Regions from separate parts of the Hordeum vulgare genome. Here region 1 is linked to region 2. The links are chromatin contacts, called in public Hi-C maps. All regions are on one chromosome and are shown on one strand. Each heading gives the region's core, a stretch centred on a gene start, on an enhancer-like site or on the middle of the called end of the contact. The rest is flanking DNA. Distances are from core to core; before and after follow the strand shown.

The links. A called contact is a pair of places that touch in the nucleus more often than the background predicts.
Region 1: a contact with region 2 is called in a Hi-C map of seedling, with 1.9 times the contacts expected there. The contact joins two enhancer-like sites. A contact is called at or near these places in 3 of 6 Hi-C or Micro-C datasets (leaf and seedling).

What each region holds. Positions count from the first base shown.
Region 1 is chr3H:464,748,361-464,751,757 of MorexV3_pseudomolecules_assembly, reverse strand. No RefSeq gene overlaps it. Among protein-coding and RNA genes, the nearest start is that of LOC123440177, 35 kb to the left of the region's middle. Within about 2 kb of position 1,452, at least 3 of the 3 cell types and tissues checked have open chromatin away from gene starts, as enhancers often do. A contact at or near this core is called in leaf and seedling, where this site is marked.
Region 2 is chr3H:464,410,110-464,413,400 of MorexV3_pseudomolecules_assembly, reverse strand. No RefSeq gene overlaps it. Among protein-coding and RNA genes, the nearest start is that of LOC123440176, 160 kb to the right of the region's middle. Within about 2 kb of position 1,685, at least 3 of the 3 cell types and tissues checked have open chromatin away from gene starts, as enhancers often do. A contact at or near this core is called in leaf and seedling, where this site is marked.

The sequences.
Region 1 (3,397 bases), core at 203-2,702, 340 kb before region 2:
CAAATTATTTCTTCCCTATATAACAACAAGTCTAAATTTTATGTCTTTTATAACACTTTTGTCCGTTTTAGCCCTAAATGACACTTGAAAAAACCATTTTGCCCCTCATATGATATGCTTGTGTCTGTGTTGTTGCGTGTGTGCGGGCGTGCACATGCATGCTATTGATATTGCGTGTGTGTTGCTACGTGTTTGTGTGTGCGCGCGTGTGCTACTTCATGCGTTGCTACGCGCGTGCGTTGCTGCATGAGCTGCTACTTGTGTGTGGTGTTGTGTGTGTGTGTGCGCGCGCGTGCGTGCGTGCTAGTATGTGTGTGTGCCACGTGCGCCGCGTGTGTGCGTCGTGTGTGTGTGTGTGTGTGTGTGTGTTGTGTGTGTGTGTGCATGGTTACATGTGTACGCTCGTGTTTGTGTGATGTTATGTATGTGCTAATGTGTGTGTTGTTGCGTGTGTCTTACAGTCGTTGTGTGTGCTACTATCCGCATTGATATTATGCGTGCTACTGTCCATCACACACATATCACATGAGGGCTAAAAGAGTCTTTTCAGATGTCATTTAGGCTTAAAATGAACAAAAATATCATAAAGGACATAAAATTTAGACTCGTTATTATATAGGAAAGAAACAATTGTTCAATGTCAAAAAAGAAAACGAAATTTAAGATAATACTAAATAAAGAATTGTTTCTAAATGATAAGGTGAAAGAGAGAAAAATCATAAAAAAGATTTATGACAAGACATAATTTCTTAGCATAATATGTCTTGCCTAGTTATTGAAGATAAACCTAAAAGATAACCCATTATAAACATGAAAATGCCACGTACATGCCCTCATGGCAGCACAGAGCTTGACGACCGAAAAACCCCGGGCTAAACTTTTTTACCCAACGAACCCTAGGCTAAACCTTTGAAAAAACGAGCTATGCTAGTACTAGGACTACGTTACGGCGAGGTACGCACAGAAGATGTACGGTGGCAATCAAATCCGGTTCGCTTTGGGCCGATCAGGTCAAAGAAACAGCAAATGGCGTGACTGGTCAGTGGTCACTACGCACGCATGGAACAGCGTCGCGTAACGTAACCAGTTTTTTCCCGTCAGCAAAGACAAAGTGGGCGGGGGCGATCTAACGGCAGATTGCGCGTACCCGGCACACCCACCACCCCACCCAACGACAGTGCTCGGCCACAGACGCGCGGGCCCCACCCCGCCCCCCCTGCGGACGGACGATATCAACCAGAATCTGAATCAAACGGCCAGGGGCGTCTCTCGCCGGTGGTCCAGCGACAGGCGCACGTGCTGGGTCACGACGCGGGGCCCCGTTGCCCAAAAAACATTTTCCAGCGACTTGTCCAATCAGGCGTCCACGGAAACGCCAGCCCCACTGAAGGGCGGGCCCCGGCGTCGGGCCGCGCACGTCAGCCAAACCGATGGACAGACTCGCGGGGTGATGGAAAACGGATACGGTGTGGTGGCGTCGACGGTGGGGCCCACCGCACCCACACGGGGGTATGCTCTCCACTTCATAGCCCAAATATGCGACACGCCGAGGCGCACGGGTGCGGCCGTAACCTCATCATCGCGCCACTACTAATAAAGCCGCTTTCCCGTTCCCTGTTTGACCGGCTGGATCTTTTCAACTTTGCGTTTGTTTGGTCATTCATAGAAATCATGGTGGTAGATTGTGAGCTCGGTATGCAGAAGATGGAAGGCATGCATGTGCGTGCATTTTCTTTTTCATTTTCGTTTTAATGGCAATGGAGTCCCAAGGCGGTACTGTAAAAAACATAGTATTATCAAGCAGGGCTAGTTAAAAGCACATGTAAGTGGGAAGTGTAGTTTCTTAGCTCAAGCTCTTTTGAGCTCGGCGAACAATAAAATAAAATAACAAATCCAAAAATTTCTGATTTTTTTAATGAAAATATTGACAAAAGTTTTATGAGCTTCCAAAATTCCATATTGAAATGGCTTTCATGGAAATTGTGGTAAAAAAACATTTCCAAGTGTTGATTTTGATTTTTTAGCACAGCCTCTACGAATGACTTTTCAAGATGAAATGATATGTGCACGAAAAACTTGTCAATGTTTGCACCAAAAAAAATCAGAATTTTATGAATGAATTTTCTTTTTATTATTATTCTACTGTTCATTTCGAGTTCAAATGAGCTAGGGAGCCGAAGATAACTTTCCATGTAAGTGTAATTATACAAGAGCTTTCTTTATAGAGGGATATATACGTCTTTACAATGAACTGCATATGAACTGAAATAAATGAATAAATACAATAAAACATTTCTATTTTCATCTAATTTAAAAAGAATGTTATACAAGTTATAATCCGGAACATGTGAAATATATATGGAGCCGAACATCTCATACAGAAGATTGCAACTTTATTTTTACGGAGTTGCCGACTAGCTCTCGTCGGACTAAGAAATTGGTTGATAAATTTTAACAGGTGAAAATCACTTAAAACATAAGGATGTTTTCTGCATGGTCCGGAGGGGTTGTAAACCAACCGGGTTCCCATCACACCACCCGGATTTAAAGTGTAAAGCGCCTAAATCGTTTTGCGCACACTCTTCTTTGTAGTCACCAAAGGCGTGTTTCCACGTAATGCTATCATGCCATCTCACGTCAAGTATTTTTCTCGAATTGGTCTCTTTTATTTAATTCTTTTGAACTTTTTATTTATTTATAATTAACACTCTTGTATTATATCCGGTAAAGTTGTCAGAATCGTGACCCAAGTCTTAGAATCTTAGGATGTTACGATCCAGACTAGCCCCTCCGATTTTACGATTTTGCTCATAAAATCTAAGTTTCTACGATCCTGATAGTTATGATTCTACGATTCACGATCCTAGCGACAGAGCTTCGATCCAATTCAGAATTGCAATTCCGACAACTTTGATATCCGGTGTGCTATATGTACTCATCAATCTTTGCATTTATATCATAAACCGTGTGGCTAATTCATCCAACTTATTTTTAGCTTTGCGTGTAGGAGTACAATTATCTTGTAGGCTGCTACGGATCATTCGGTTGATTTGAGGGAAACGTAAGTCACCTCCACTGTCGTTAGATGTGTACCATCACAACCGTTACTTTTGTCTCTCGCGGTTCCTGTCATCCTGCATCGCAGCGAGCCACTGCTTGCTCCCGACACAATTGACCAGTTGACCACATCCTCCGTTGGCCGTCACTTGCTCCGTTGCAGCGCCCGGAGCATCGATGAGCAGTGGCGAGATCTCCGATGAGAGCTCCATTGCAGCTCCGATACCGTCGATGAAACGCTCTATTGCGGCGGCGGGAGCTGGCAAGCGATCCATTGCAGCGCGGGCAAGCAATGACCAGTCTGTCGCTCCATTGCAGCGTCAGGAGCGTCGGCGAGCAC
Region 2 (3,291 bases), core at 436-2,935:
TACTGGACGGATGTCTATATTTCTTTCGCTGTGATGCTCGTGAAGTTAAGAATCGGGAGAATCCGTTGCGTCCCGCGGCTCAAAAGCTAAGCTAATCCTGGCTTATGATGTCGATCGTGCAACGGCCAGTAGGTAGTACTGCGACCTGATTTAGGATCGACGAGACGGAGCAGCTATATAGTATGAGAAAAAAGATGTATTCCTTCCAATTCATATTACTCGTCACAGCTTTAGCAATACTACTAGAATTTTTGTTGTGTAAAGACTGAAATATGCTACTAAACTCGTGGCCCGTGGGTGCGATTGAGAGGCAATGGACGCAACAATCTGCACAGTCCTGCACGACGAAGGTGGTAGTCCCGGCCGGCCTTTTCATAGTAGCAGCAGAAGCAGGTAGCACCCGGGCAGTAGAGGGCCATCGAATCATAGTCGGCACATGCACCTCCTGCCCTCCTCCGTGGCTTTGATCATCTGGTCAAATCCTTCAACAGCTCACAGCCAACTGACAACGAGGAGAAGAGGGGAGCAGTCCAAGATCCACCCCAATGACACCGCAGTATGTTATGACAATCAATGCAAGCGTGGATGCGTGATTTGAGTATCAGCCCGTACTCAAAGAAAAGCAGGAGTAGCAGCCACTGTAGTATATGAAATCGTTTGTCATGTTGTCATTTTTGGGACCGTTAGATGCTTGATTTGTTTATAACACTCGTATATAAGTATCCAATTATGCGCGTGAGGTGGCCATGGCCAATGAACGCTCTCCTGGTCAAAAGGAAGTACTACCATTCGATGCATGATTTTTTGTCATATTGGAGTGCAAGTGGGAAGAGTACGGTGCAGCACATACATAATGCTTTCTGCGACAAGATGAGCGCCAATCTGCGTAAATTAGTAGCTTTGTCCTCTGCCCGGTCCTTTTGGCTAAGCTACCAGCGCGGTTACCTCTTTGGCTAGATCGGGGTTCGATCGGTTTGGCTCGATGACACGTGGGGCACACGCGCTTGCTTGTTGTACTCCTACCGATCAGTAGTTAGGATTTCATATCATCATCATCATCATACTGGCCGAGCCAGACCTCCCACCGACAGGTAACCTGGCGTCGCACGTGCAGGGCGGGACATGCGCCGTGACCGGGTGTACCTACAGTACGTGCGAGGGGGGTTCCACACGTGCGATCGTGTGTGCGTGCATGCATGCATGGATCGGATGATGATGGTGATGATGATGGAGGTGCACGCACGCACGCACCCGAGCTGATTGTAATCTTGCGACCGGCCGTGGTGGCGTGCTGCATGCGTCGCAGCGCACCCCGAAGGCCCAAGGGCGCTGCATGCATGCATCATCGCCTTGCCCTGCCTCGATGGGCACATGCAATGATGCAAGTTGGCGCCGTATTTTGACTCGAACAAGGCGAACAAGGTCGGATTGTTAACCCGCCCGCCAGCTGTGAATGCGTGGCGAGCGTCTGCTGTGCCTGCGCGTCTACATGCATGGCTCGTGCACAGCGACGGTGACAGTAGGAGGAGTGGATCATCGACCGCCGGGACCGCGAATGGATATGTGCGTGCGGTATGCTCGGCGTCATCAGCTCGGCGCGCTTGCTTGCTTGGGCGATGGACGCATCGTGCTCATGCATGCGTGGGAGCAGTACGCTGGTGGGCGCCGAAGTGGCCAGGCAAAACCCAGAGGAGGAACAGAGCTCGTCGCAGGCACGCGGACCAGAAAACAGTACTAGTGGCGTGGTGTACCATACAATGTATATTTCGCAATGTACGAAACGACTTTCGGGCTTTGCACTGCTTACTTCTCTTTTTAAAATAGGATTTCGTCCGTTTTAGAGATAAAGCAACACTCACGTACGACTTCAGTTCATCGTTTTTTTTTATAAAAAGAATTTATTACTTAAGAGTTTTAAGATTTACATCCGGCCTTTGCATACCAAGGATGCACACAACCAAGAAGTATAGAAGTTTACTAGTACACAAACTGAAAAAAAAGCATGGCAAACTACATATGAGAATTTGTGAAGCCGCCTAACAGGGTGGTAGATAAATCCGGAGACTATGCTGCCATCCATGCCGGGAAAATAACTCCCTAGCCGCTGCCTTCAAACGTAACGTCACCTCCAAAAATAAGTCTCGATGTTGCGCACGCTGCAGGGCCGACCAGACTCGTAGTGTTGTTGTACACCGATGAATAACCTGCATAACAGAAGTATTTTTGTCATTAAAAACCTTGTCATTTCTACATAGCCACAACGAGCGAACAACGGCAATCGCTTCCATCCTACAAAATAGTTTAAACCTAGAATCAACCCCGTTCAGTCGGTTGCCAAAAATGTTTGCAGCCGAAGTCGGAGGATGTAAGGTAGAACCTATTTGGATGGCTGACCATATAGACCTAGCGAACTCGCACTGAAAGAACAAGTGTGTAATACTCTTGTCGTGTTGACAGAATACACACTTTTTACTTTCATGCCAATTGCGTTTTGCAAGGTTATCTCTCGTAAGAATAACATCTCGGCGAAGATACCATGCAAACACCTTAGTTTTTAGCAGAATCTTCATCTTCCAAACTTTGTTATTCTCCTTATTATCGAGTGGTACTTCGGGTAGGATTAATGCTCTATACATGGAATCAACTGAGAATTGACCATTCTTCGTAAGATTCCATCGAAATTTATCTAGACCTTCCGATAGACGGATGGTATCCAATCGGGTGAGCAAGGCATTCCAAGATGCTTGTCTTGTTCCAAGTAAACTTCTCCTAAATGAAACGTTTGGTGGGGAGGTACCCAACACCTTAGCAATCGTGTCACTCTTGTTTCGCACACAATCGCATACAAAGCCGGATATTGCTCTTTGAGAGTGGATGGACCTAGACATTTATCCTCCCAAAAGCGAATTTCCAACCCATCCCTAATTGAGAAGGATCCTTGTGGGAAAAAGAACTTCTTCGTAGCCATCAGGCCTGCCCAGAACTGCGAATCACGAGGCTTCTAAAGAACCTGAGATACGGCTTAATTTCCCACATACTTTCTCGTGAGGAGGGTTTGCCACAATTCTTCTTCAGAAAGAAGCTTGAAGAGCCATTTACCCAATAGAGCTCTGTCCTTAACCTCAAGGTCATGAACACCGAGCCCTCCTTGGTCTTTAGGACAACAAACCGCGCTCCACTTAGTCAGTCAATATTTATTTTTCTCTCCATCCCCTTGCGAGAAGAACCTAGATCGGAAATAATCCAATCGTTTTAGAACTCCTTTAGGTATTTGGAAGAATGAGATCATAT